Linked DNA regions of Mus musculus: region 1 is linked to region 2. A link is a contact called in public HiChIP or PLAC-seq data. All regions are on one chromosome and are shown on one strand. The core of a region is the stretch at or near the end of the contact, and the rest is flanking DNA. Distances in the headings are between cores, read along the strand shown. Region 1 overlaps Camk2g (calcium/calmodulin-dependent protein kinase II gamma). Region 2 holds the start of Vcl (vinculin).

Region 1 (6,153 bases), core at 1,881-4,380, 160 kb after region 2:
CTCTGTACCTTTTCCTTTTCAACAAATTCTAGTGTGTACAGGTTCCTTACACAGGTGCCTGGGGATCAGAGATAGGGGAAGCATCATTTTTTTTCCTGAAGGGTATAAAACTGGAGAGCTTCCTTGGGATCCTTCAGCCTTTGTCACTTTGTCACCTTACCATCATGACCATCAGCGTAAGGGAGTGTTTTCCACCTAAGCCAGTGGCTCTTGTGTGACAGCACAGTCTACCTGCATCGAGGTGCTCAAGTGCCATTAGGCCTGCTTTGCCCACCTTCTCCCTTCCCCATCATAGCCTGATTGTTGTTATCCTGCCTACAGCTTCTCTGGCTCAGGCTGCCTCTAGAGAGGAGGGGAGTGCCGCTTCCTCATGAATTTCTCAACCCTGAACAGCCGATGTTTGCTGATCAACTTCAGATGCCTCAGCCTGGGAAAAAAATTCTCAAGTGGAGAGATGAATTCCAGTGCCAGCAGGGGAGGACCAGGCTGTGGGTGGGAGGAGGCAGCGATAGCCCAGGGAGCTTGGGGGTGGGAGGACTGTACCAGTGGGCTTGGCCTGGCTCTGCTGGGACACTTCACACTTTTGCCATTTTTGGCCAGAAGGCTCTCCCTGCTAGCCGGGCTCTGTTCTAATTATACATTTCTGTGGAGACTCGCCTCTGAAGCTCAGTCTTAAAGTTCCTTTGGCAAACTATTGGGTTCTCTGCTGTAGGAGGCCCTGAGCCTCAGTGTCCAAGTCTGATGACATCCATTGACCCTTTGACTCTCATAGGACCCCCAGTACCAGATTTCAGAGAAACAAACTGTAAGTGCAGGCTCCGTAGGCTGGCACACCTGGATCTTCTGCAGGTCTGCCCTGCACACCTGGTGGAGGCTGCTGACTGGGCACGTACCCACGTACCAGTGTTCTTCAGCCTCAGTTGGCACAGATAATTTTTTTGTTACAAAGGTCTCTCCTATGTACGAAGAGAACTTAGACGCATATCAGTCAGCAGAGTCCCCCCGTTCCAAGTTGTGCCAACCACAGTTATTTCCAGACATTGCCAGATGTCTCGTGAAGGGCACACTCACCCTCCGAGTGAGTGGAAACTGCTCTGGAGTACTCACACCTGCCACCAGGAGTCTACCTATAGGACTAGCAGGAGCGTTTGCAAGGTGAACAGTCTGCTTTCATAAACAGGACCAACATGTGGTTCTGAGCTAGGTTGGCTTTTTTCTGTACAAAAGCATCAGAAACGCTATGTAGACATCCTATTTAAGGGCCCTCTTAAACATAATCTTTCTGGAAGGAATCTATGGGCTTCTCTTACCTCCCTACTAGTTGAGAAACTTTAGAGCAGTTAATATCTTAGGTAGTACAAGAAAGAAAACACTGTTAAGAGTCACACAGTAAATGTTTGAACAAGTGAAGGCTGTGCCCACCAGCTGTCTTCCCAAGATACGGCATAAGCCCCTCCTCTATGAAAAAGTGCGCTGGGCGGTGGTGGTGCACACCTTTAATCTCAGCACTCGGGAGGCAGAGGCAGGTGGATTTCTGCGTTCGAGGCCAGCCTGGTCTACAGAGTGAGTTCCAAGACAGCCAGGCCTACACAGAGAAACCCTGTCTCGAAAAAAAAAACCAAAAAACAAAACAAAACAAAAAATGTCTGCTTCTGAGGAAAGAGGAGGAAAGGGTTAGAGGTTCTCGCCTTCCTTAGGAATATTCAGCATCTTTCCATTCCTAGAAAACAAATTCCAGTCCTTGCCTTAAGGCTTTGTCACCCTAGAAAGCCCACATAACTTTACCTCATTTTCCATCCCTGTGGAGAGTCTTGATGAGGAGGGAAGAGAGCTCTTAGCTGAGTGTCACACATCTATAATCCCAGTGGTCCTGAAGCTGAGGCAGGAGGATCATGAATTCAAGGCCAGCCTGGGTCACAAAAGGTTACAGGCCAGCTTATGCTACATAGCAGGAAGACTTCAAAACAGGAAAAGGAAAGGAAGGAAGGGAGGAAGGAAGGAAGAAAAAGGAACCTTTATATACTGTTGGTATTGTAATTAGTATAGCCATTTTTGGAAAACAGTATGGATGTTTCTCAGAAAAACTAAAAATAGAAGTACCATATGATCCAGCAATCCCACTACTGGGTAAATACCCAATGAAATTAAAATCAGGATGTTAAATGTCTGTACACCCACGTTCATTGCAGCATTATTCACAATAACCAAGATATGGAAACAACCTGAATGTCCATTAGCAGATGAATGGATTAAAAAAAGAGTAGTGTATACTACTGAGCCTTAAAAAGGCCGGGAAATTCTATCACTTATGACAGGATAGGTGAGCCTGGATGACGTTATGTTCAGTGAGACAAGCCAGGCACAGGAAGACAAATACCACATGATCTTACTTACATGTGGAATCTAAAAAGGATGCCCTCGTGAGGGAAAGAGGAATAGTGGTTAGCAGAAGCCAGAGTAGGTGGGTGTAGGTGAGGAAAGAGAGGTGGTGGTCAGATAGGGGGATGGATTCCTGCATTGTAGTTAAGCACAGCAGGTGATTCGAGTTAGTAATGTTGGTGGTTTGGTTTGGTTTGGTTTGGTTTGGTTTGGTTTGGTTTAGCTTTTTCAAGACCAGGTTTCTTTATGTAGCCCTGGCTGTTCTGGAACTCACTCTGTAAACCAGGCTGGCCTCGAACTCAGAAATCCGCCTGCCTTTGTCTCCTGAGTGCTGGGATTAAAGGTGTGCGCCACCTACACCTGGCAAGGTTTTAAAACGTACAAAAAAAAAAAAGGATTTTTAATGTTCTCACTAGAAAGAATAAGCATTTGAGGTGAGGTATATGGTGATGTGCTTGTAGCAGAATCTCCCATTGTCCCTCAGAAGTCAGTAGTTATTTTTCAATTAAAAAATAAAAGCAAAATAGGTTGAGCTAGATAACATTTAAAGCCCAGGGTTCTAGCTTGTATTTCGGTGAGTGTAGTCCGCACAGGCAGTCGTCGGTGAGGTGGTTTAGCCCTGCACTGACATCGCTTGTGCTGTCCTTTCAGCCACTGTATACATCAGATCCTGGAGAGTGTTAACCACATCCACCAGCATGACATCGTCCACCGGGATCTGAAGGTACTCAACCGGGCTGACTACTTGTGACTCGTTGGCGCCCCCTGGTGCTAGATAGTGGCGCTGTGAGCCCAAAGTAGGCTCCCTTTGGGCTCCAGGGTGGATGCCTCCCTCATAAGGTTCTCTTTGTTCCTTCTGCAGCCTGAGAACTTGCTGCTGGCGAGTAAATGCAAGGGTGCTGCGGTCAAGCTAGCTGATTTTGGCCTGGCCATCGAAGTACAGGGAGAGCAGCAGGCTTGGTTTGGTAAGGGTGACCCTGTCTTCCGAGAATGCAGCCTCCACCCTTCCTCCTTTTCCTGGTCTGCCTTCCTCTTTCAGAACTAGAAGTCAGGCCTTTAATGGTCCTGGCCTTTTCAGAAAGTGGAGGAGGGTGCCCCCCCAGGTCCCTCCTCGCCCTCATGACTCATTACAGTGGGTCTGGCTGCTGTCAGCACTGCATTCTTATTGCCTCTGGGGAGGTGTTTGAGTTCCTGGTAGGCACAAGTACTTGCCCTCTGATTTAGATTCCAGGCACTGCACGTAGCCCAGCCTGTCATCTTTTGCGGCCTCGGTACTGAGTCAAAGCTTATATAGTAAAAGCAACCAGCATTAGGAGGGCTTTGGAGGGAATTACAGATGTGGCCTTACTGGGAGAGAAAGCGGGTTCAGTTTGGCTCTGCCCTCTCTTCTGCTACAGGTTTTGCCGGCACCCCAGGTTACTTGTCCCCTGAGGTCTTGAGGAAAGATCCCTATGGAAAACCTGTGGACATCTGGGCCTGCGGTAAGCCCATTCCATACCCTCGGCTCTTTGGTGTTCTGGGCCCTTGGCTTCCTGTGATGACAAGAAAAAGAGGCATTACACCCATCCCTTCTGGGTTCCACGGTGCCTGCTGTATGTGAAATCATGGTGTTGTTTGTTCTCCTTCCCTTGGGAGAGCTGTTCCTGTCATGCTTACTTCCCAAGTGACTTCCTGTATTATATTGTATCCTTCTTGGAGAAGGGCTCGTCCACACCTTAGAGGATAGACTAAAGAAGTCTCTGACATGGCTTGGTGCCGTAAGGAGTGAGGCACAACAGGAGGGATGGCATTATCTACTGGCGTCCACCTTTAACTCTGGCCCAGCCTTGCCCTTCTGGGTGGTTCTGAGCCCTGCATGGCCTTTCTTGGTTCCTCAGGGGTAGGTGAGTGACCCCAGTGACCTGTGTGTTCTGTCTCGCAGGGGTCATCCTGTATATCCTCCTGGTGGGCTACCCTCCCTTCTGGGATGAGGATCAGCACAAGCTGTATCAGCAGATCAAAGCTGGAGCCTACGATGTAAGGATGGGGTTCTGAGAGCTGAGCAGTCACTCCTGGAAGGACAGAGTCCCTGCCCCTAAGGGTCTGTCCAAGGGAGTAGTGATATTGTCACTTGATAACAGGGCATCAGGGGACTTTGAGGACCCAAGGATGGGCATACAGGACTCAATTCTTGCCACCTTATATACAGGGAACAGGTTTTGTTTTTTTTTTTTAAATGCTCCTGTTAGCTATAAAATTAAGGAACTCAATGAAGCTCTTTGGTCTGTTTCCACAAAGAATGGGGAAACTACGTGGCATGTTATATTACAGAGGGAGAATTTTAGAGGCTTCTCCACTGTTTTGGAACCTTGGGCACATTGCAAAACCTGTTTTCTCCTTAGTAAAAAGAGAAAGGTGAAGCAGAAAATGTCAGTTCCCTTCCTTCACCGACATGATACATGGACACCCTTACACTTATCATTCTGTCTTCTTTGAGTTGGCACAGCATACCCACTCTTGGGTACCACAAAGTATCTCAGTTGTAAGAGCTGGAATGAAGTCGGGTTACATTTCAGGGTAGAAGGCTCACAAATTTCCTGTCTCCCTTTTCCCTGTTCCCGCTCCTCAGTTCCCATCACCAGAATGGGACACAGTCACTCCTGAAGCTAAGAACTTGATCAACCAGATGCTGACCATAAACCCTGCAAAGCGCATCACGGCCGACCAGGCTCTCAAGCACCCATGGGTCTGTGTAAGTGTCTTTTCCCAGGCCTTGGAGATTGGGTGTGGCAGCCCTGGGGCACTCCTTGAACTTCTCTAAGGAGGATTCAGGAGGAGGGCTGGGGAGGTGTGAGTGGAGGCCAGGGTCAGGAAATGTCATCAGGGGGACTTGGGAGTTAAAAAGTGCTCATAGGTCTTCACTTGTCTCTCGCGCTTGTTGTGAGGCTGTGGTTTGGGTCTGTTGCTGGATTGGAAGAGGTAGTTAATGGTGGAAAACAGCTGATACCCCAGTGTGGAGTCCCAAGCTTGGGGTATATGTGGGCCTCAACTCTGACAAGGACCCAGTGAATGAACAAAGGCGGGAGGCTCTTGAAGCTCAGCATGAGGCCGGCTCTCAGCTGAGTGCTGAGGAGCCCCTCCTAGGCCCTCAGTGCAGGCTGATACACTGTTTCCATCCGTGGTTCTATCAAGCTGAAACAGCTAACCCAGACAAAGGAAAGGGCTGGTATAGTATAGCATCTTGAACAATGATAAGTTTTTCATTTCCCATGCTTATTGAATGTCCTTTTGTGCTGGTCACCAGACAGTTCCTGAAGATGAACAGGACCATGGTCTTTGCCCCAAAGATTTGGGAAAACAGGCATTCAAACCAGCAACCATGCCTGTAATCTGACAAACACACATCCAGGAGTGTCTGCTGCCCTTGATAGGGTCACAGAAGGTTTTGTGGAGAAGACGATCTATCCAGGTGTTACTCTATAGACAGAGGTTAATATGGAGAGAGTGAGAGGTCACAGGAGAACGTCACCTGCAAGGAATGTTAGTAGTTGCTTTACCATGACCAGGATTGCAAAAGAATGAGGGGGAAAAAAATTGCATGACACAGTGGTGCACACCTTTAATCCCAGCACTTAGGAGGCAGATCTCTGAGTTTGATGCCAGCCTAGTCTACAGAGCAAGTTTCAGGAATGCCAAGGCTATTCAGAGAAACCCTGTCTCAAAAAACCAACCCCCTTACTCCCCACCCCCCAGAAAAAGGTTGTATGTCATACCATCCTCTGCCTAAAGAGTTGA
Region 2 (7,012 bases), core at 4,036-6,535:
AAAAAAATTGTTTTAAGTGGACCATGGGAGATAACTTCACAGTTAAACCTGTACAAGTGAGAGGCTCAGTAATTCAGACCCACTGAACCCACATAAATGCTAGATGGGTGTGGCAGCCTGCCTGTAATTCCAGCATTAGAAAGCAGGAGACAGGTGGTCCTCCAAGAAGCAATCTGGATTGCTTTGATTGAGAGACCCTAACTCAATAAATGAACAAGGTGGAAGAACAATTGAGGATGATTCTCAACGTCAATCTTGGACTACCGCATGAAAAGTCATATATACCCACACAGTATGAATACACACACACACACACACACACACACACACACACGAAATGGGGAAAGAGAAAACATCTTTTTAAATTTTCCAGCTGATCTCAAGTGTGGAACAAAAATGACAATTCAGGGACTGAAGAGATGGCTCAGCAGTTAAGAGCACTTACTGTCTACTTTCCTAGAGAGGACCCAGGTTCAAGTCCCAGCACCCATACAGCAGGTCAAAACTGTAATTCTGATGCCAGAAGATCTGACACCCTCATACATACATGTAAATAAACCATTGAGAGAGAGAGAAACAGACCTATGAACAGGTAGTAAAGCTACACTTTAGCCAGGTGGTGGTGGCACACACCTTTAATCCCAGAACACAGGAGGCAGTAGCAAGTGGATCTTTTAAGTTTAAGTCCAGTCTGGTCTACAGAGTGAGTACCAGAAAAGCCAGAGCTACAAACAAACCCTGTCTCAAAAAACAAAAACCAGATGCTAGATACAGTGACCAAACTACTATGTTTCGGATTACTATGGCTGGACATAGTGGCATACACCTTTAATTCCAGTTTGCATTGAGGAGAGAGAGGTAGGAAGAGCTCTGTGAGTTCCAAGTCAGGTAGATCTACATACACAGTAAGACCTTGTCCAAAAAAAAGATACCAGAACTCCAAATCCAAATGAGTCCTGCTCCCCCAAAAGCAGTTCAAATTGAAACTTGTTTTTTGAATGCTTAAAAATTCTGCACTTTTGCCTAAGTAGTTTCTTCCATTTGTAAGGCATTTATTCTCACAACTTTAGATGTTCCTATCCTCTGTCTTAAACGACCAGCTCACATGTTATATCTTCCATGAAGCCTCCAATTCTCCCATCAAGTCATCTCTCCTTCCTCTGAACTTGCAGTGATTTGCCACCTCTAACTTTCAATCTAATAGAACAACCACTCTATTCAGGATCATTCTTACTGTCTTAACATTCAAGGAGGATTTCAATAAATTTCTGTTTTATAAATGAATAACCATGTTCAACAAGTCAGAGTTTCATCTTCCTCCAATAAATTTAACTTCGGAAATATGCAGATGTCATTTAGACACCAGCTTCTTAAATGGTAGGTCATGATCTCATAGGGTCACAACCTGGAATGTGGGAAGGATAAATTATGTGACACTAGTAAAAGGCTCCTAAACTATGGCCATAAATCAAAATTGTTTCTGGCCACCTTCGCACATGCTGCATGGAACAACTTCATCATAACTATGAACCTGAACATATAACATGCATTTGCACTATGCATGGCCTTATCAGAAACACCTCCACTCAGATTCACAACTACCATCAGTGATAAACTGCAGTGTTTTTGCTGTGCACACACAGTTTTTTACACTTCTAGAAGTATAAATGTTTAATTACAGAAAAGCAAAGACGTCTAATATTTTCTTACCATCATTCCCAAGCATGTAAGTATCAAGTTAGAATGACCTTAGATTGTATTATATTCAGATGATTGATTTTTTTTAAAGATGCTGTCTAAGTTGCTGACAAGTTGCATAAAAAAAGAAAATCATTACATGGAATTCTGGCTTGGGAGAAGGACAAGATTTCCAACAATTTCTGAAATGGCCCTTATATGCAGTTTGTGCCACATATTTATGTGAAGCTAAGCCCTCAAAATTGCAGATTATAAAATCAAAATACTCATCAACGCTGAAAAACACTAAAGATGCTCTGTATCACTGAAGTGCCAAATATTCAGCCAAGAGTTAATTCTTGACACGCAAACAAACTAGCACAACTACCCCATTATACTAGGCAAATTTACTTGCATCTTTTATTAATGGTAAAGTTCTGTCCATACCAAAGAAATGTTTTAAAATAAACTTATAATTTATTGATAACTGTTTGTTTTATATGCCTATTTTATGTATCTATATAGCTAAGGATGAGTAAAAATTTCTCAAGCCAAAAGGAATCACAAGTAGAAATAGCTTAAGAAGCCGTGTCTTAGACCACAGATGCTATGCCAAGTAGATGGGCTTAATTTCACTCAAAATATACATTTTCTGGACCAAAGTAAGACTAATTTGGCATACATATATAAATCATCTGAGAGAAATTCCAGAAGAGAAGCACTGGAGCAAGGATATAGCCTCCTAAAGTAACCTGCAAGAAACATTCTGATTAGATGGATTCCAATATTTGCTCAAAACTTAGTTCCATTATTTTATAGACACGACATGAGTTTTGCAACCCTAGAGTTTTATTATCCAGTTACTATTATTTCTCTACTGTGTTTATAGTTAATTCCTTTTCTAGTCTTCGTGCAGCCTTATGAGCCTCCTAGCCTAACTTCACATGGTTCCTCTTCCTTTAACCCTCTATTTATTATTAACCAATCTGTGTGTCAACGCTGAAGACTGGAACTAGGGAAGAGGAAAAAAAGTTCCACTTACATTGTGTTTTCCTGACAGGAGTTAGGAACTTGAGATGTGTAGAGGATCCATACATTTATGAAAACAGTTGATGGGTCCTCAGGCCTCCCTAGAGCCCATGTTCTTCCTCACACACCATTCTTCCCTCCCACTCCCAACCAACTTGTGCATCTTATTAAATAAGACCTTCTGCTAAACTACCCATATACCATTCACTGGCTTCGAGTCTGATTTCTTTAACCTGCAATCAAGACAATCTACTTAGTGAAACCTGGTAGCACCTTTGTTTATGACTATTTATCAGCCCAATCCCCTCCACGGATTCAACTTTAAATACCTTTTATAGTTAGGAAGTATGCAACTACATGTATTTTTTTTCCATCTTATATCTGCCCTTGTTTCTTTTGTATGTCTCCTAACTATGACCATCATAACCACCTATGGAGCTACTTTAAAAAACAGAAAACCTTTACTCCTGGAGATCCTTCAGTAAGTCTGGGATGGGAACTGGAAACAGTCCTATCTACAAAGCCCCATTGGTGATTCTCATGCACACCCTGAGGGCCACTAATTCATTCCAATGCTCTTTATACAGCACACATTCAGTGCTTACTAATTCATGGCCTGGGAGCTCATAAATGACTTCTCTCTAAATAGCCTAACCAGATATCAACCAAGCCCTTGACTACACCAGCTGTGTTCCAAGTGCAACATGTGGGTTTAAGATTTCCTATCCTCAAGTGCTACATGGAGGGACACCATTACCTTGTCTCTTTACATTGTTTCCCATTTGTTGAAAAACCAGAGGCCTGGAATGCAGCCATGTCAGACAACACTACATAAGAATGTACTCTGGGGTCTAAGATTAAAATTAGCTACAAAGAGAACAAGAACAAGATAGACAGTCTGAATGAGTACACTGCTCCTACTCAATAGTTTCTTACTTAATCAGTACAGAAGAACAGAAATTTCAGTCCCTAGTTCCGCCCTCCCTTCTCTCCCTCCCTCCTCTCCCCTCCCCCTCCCCCTCCTACTTGCTGCCACAGGTCTCCTAAAATGCCTGAGACAGTCCCAGGCCCCTGAAGACCCAGGAAGTCATTTCATGCGTTAAAGTCCTATAATCCGATAAATAACACAAGCCCCACCCGACAGACAGTTACCTATCAACTACCCTGACACACCATTTACACAGCTTGGTTCGGAAAGCAGTATGAACTTTTTCCTGAGTTGTTCTTCACAGGGAACAGCAGTCTGAGTCACACCCAGCCTGGAGCAAGTGTGACATTAGCCAGGGTACAGTTACGAGACTAGTCTCTCTATCTCTTTTCCCATTTCAGAAGTGGGCTACAAAGATCGATAAATAGCTAGGGGCAGGCAGAAAAGTGTGGACTGGCAAAGAACGCCCTAGCCTTCCCCTCAGGCAGGGGCTGCAGATCCCAGATTCCACAGGCCTCTCACAGCAGCTCCATCTTGCTTCCTGCCAGAAGGAGGGGCAGAGGAGGAGGCCCCCCAAATCTGGAAAGGCCCCAGTGAAAGAAAGCCATTTGACAGCAGTAAAGATGGATAGACAGCTTCATGGAAGGAATAAAATGACGGCCATGGGGTCAGGCAGAGGGCAAGCAGGGCTCCTGGTTATGAATTACTGTCTAAAGGTGCTAAGAGTCCCCGGAGGTGTGAGCAAAATGCCCCGAAGGAAAGGAGGCGGCGACAGAGAGAGGAAGAAGCCAAGCAGTTGGGTAGAAGCGACAGACACCAGGATCCCAGGGGAGGGTTGGGCAGGTGGGTCTCAGGGGACAGAAGTATTAGAAAGGCGAGCAGCCCGGTGCAAATAAGAATCCTTGGAAGTTAGGGCAGGGAGACCATAAGAGAAACCACCCACAGGTTGGAGAGGAGAGGCCTAAAAAGGAGCTAAGAGCAAGGTACTCAACGCAAGTGACGCGAGCCTGCCCAGGGGAGGGACCGTGAGACAACCTAACGACCATTTCTTGGGCGCCTACTACGGGCACACACACCCTAGGCACTTCACAACTAAAAGCTCGCTGACTCTTCACAGCACAGCCCCAAGGCAGGATTTCTCACACAAGTGTCCCATTTTATAGATGAGGAAACTGAGGTCCCCGACAGGCTCAGTGGCTTGCTCAAGGTCACAGCCCAGAGAAATCGGCATTCGAAACCACGGCACCTGCCCTGGAGTCCACCCGACGCTCCAAGCGCCTGCGAATGCAAGCAGCGAGGCGGACCGGGACCCTGGGGACTTCTCCCGCCCGCGCTCCCGTCCCAGGCCCGGCGCGCTCACCCGGACGAGGTTGCTGACGGCCGCCTGCACGGCGGCTACGGGCGCGGTGAGGTCAGGAATGGCTTTGCCGTCCACCTCGCCCTCCTCGTGCATAATCACCAGGTGCGAGATCTGCTGCGCCACCGGCTCCAGGATGCTCTCGATCGTACGCGTGTGAAACACCGGCATCGCGGCGGCTAGCGGGGCGGCGTACCGCGGGCAACAGAAAACTGGGATCCGTAGGGCCGGGAGCCGGCGGCGAGTGACTGACTCGGAGCGGCGACTAGAGTCCGGGCTTCCCTCGGCGTAACTAGCCCCACAGGCGCCCCGCCCTCTCACGTCGCCGCGCCCAATGGTAACGCAACTCAGAGCCGGACTGTGGCTCCTATTGGTCTTACTTCGATAAGCTCCGCCCCCAAGGCAGAGCCGCTAAGGTCCCGCCCCGCCCCCATTCCCAAGGGAGGGGCCTGGGATTGGGGCTGCGCCGCAGGGATTGCGACCGGATTCCCGAACCCTCTCGCGGGGCGCTCCTTATAAGGGCATAGTGGGAGCGGAGCGAGCGACTGCACTGGACTGGCCCCGCCCCCAGGAGCCGCCTCCCGCCTCAGAGTGGCGGAGCTCCGCCCCTCCGCAGGATCACCTCAGTAGGGCGGGATATCCTCACCTCAGGCAGCGCCAGAGAGAGGGGACCTCGGCTTCCCCCGGTCTCCCCGCAGGGTGCTCCCCTTTACCGTCACCGGACGCAGTCAGAACACTGTTCCGTCACCTCCCAGTAATTCACGAGGAAGTAAAAAGATCCAGACAACAAAAACACACCGAGAAACATGAGTACCCATTGATTTGTACTATCTGCCCTCGGATAGTCACAGTTAAGTTTGGTGTGGCACTTTCTAGACCTCCGTGTACACGTTCACTTGCAAATACGTGTTTTCTAAATAAATAGGAACGTTTCCGTAGAACTAGAGACTTAATGAAATTTACCTGCTAATCTTTCGCTTTTGGTGAGTAGAAGTCTGTCTGCCACCTTCTGTTTTAGCGACTGGTATCCCATTTTTGCAAATCTACTTAGGTCTGGTTCCGTTGCTAAAATGTTTGCCTAGAATGTAAGAAGCCCTAGGTTTGATTCCCAGCACTACGCAAAATCAGCCTTGATAGAGTGGGCCCGTATACCAGCAGCACTAGGGAAGTGGATCAGGGGTTCAAGGTCATACTCCACTACAAAGAAAGTTTGAGGCCATCCTGGAGGGGTAGTCCTTTTGTGGTTGTGATGAGCATCTATTTGTAGTTACAACAGCACTCCAGAGGCAGGGTTAGGAGGATCATTTGAGGAAGGAGTTCCAAGCCAGTCTGAGCAACATGACAAGACCCCCATCTCAAAAAAAAAAAAAAAGTGAAATGAAAATTCAAAAGTGGATACTTTTTAACAAGTCTGTAAGTAGGGCCAAATTGCCCAATCCCCTCACCACATTTAAGACATCTGCATGTTTTCCTAACCTCAAGTTCTCTTGCCCAAGCTTCCTCATTCTGAGAGGAAACACATTCATTAATGCCTTCAAATGAAAGATCCTCAAGTCAAAGAAAAATGTTTCTCAGGATGTCACATTTTGCAGAAGGCCAAGCCACATGTTGTCTTACCCAGCTCTAAAGTTCTGTGTGTCTAGCAGTACATACCCCCGTTTCTGCTCTGTGGTTACCAAGTCTTGAACTTTCTCTTGAGGTGGGGATGAGCTCAGTTGGTAAAGAGCACTCGCCTACCATGCACAAAGCTTTAGTACTTGCCTACCATACACAAAGCTTTAGGTCAGCCTCTAGCATCACAAAACAAGGACATGGTGTTCATACACACCTATAATTTTGTCTGTCACCCAGGAGTTGGAGGCAAGAGGATTAGAAGAAGTTCAAGGTCCTCCTCGGCTACCTAGCAAGTTTGATGACAGCCTGGGCTGCTTGAGACACTGACTCAAAAACAAAACAAACAAAACCACCTTAATAAATAACCATGAATGCAGAGGCTCTGCCTCCAACTGAAACAAAGCTGT

What was found. HiChIP or PLAC-seq counts read pairs in DNA pulled down with a chosen protein or histone mark.
Region 1: an H3K4me3 HiChIP or PLAC-seq map of bone marrow-derived macrophages shows a contact between it and region 2, with 4 times the contacts expected there. The contact joins the enhancer-like site here to the promoter of Vcl in region 2. A contact is called at or near these places in 1 of 39 promoter capture datasets (neutrophils), 1 of 484 Hi-C or Micro-C datasets (cardiomyocytes), 7 of 115 datasets of contacts at active chromatin or transcription factors (the NIH/3T3 cell line, bone marrow-derived macrophages, embryonic forebrain and 3 more) and 4 of 9 other capture datasets (adipose tissue, embryonic stem cells, liver and 1 more).

Annotation. Positions count from the first base shown.
Region 1 is chr14:20,763,103-20,769,255 of GRCm38.p6, reverse strand. It overlaps Camk2g (calcium/calmodulin-dependent protein kinase II gamma), which reads left to right. Exons shown (of 21, transcript NM_001360186.1): 6 at 3,031-3,103; 7 at 3,242-3,344; 8 at 3,777-3,860; 9 at 4,301-4,395; 10 at 4,988-5,110. Among named protein-coding and RNA genes, the nearest start is that of Camk2g, 28 kb to the left of the region's middle. Within about 2 kb of position 3,130, at least 132 of the 459 cell types and tissues checked have an H3K27ac peak or open chromatin away from gene starts, as enhancers often do. A contact at or near this core is called in the NIH/3T3 cell line, adipose tissue, bone marrow-derived macrophages and 1 more, where this site is marked.
Region 2 is chr14:20,927,671-20,934,682 of GRCm38.p6, reverse strand. Vcl (vinculin) reads right to left here and starts at 5,285. Exons shown (of 21, transcript NM_009502.5): 1 at 4,995-5,285. The coding sequence starts at 5,162.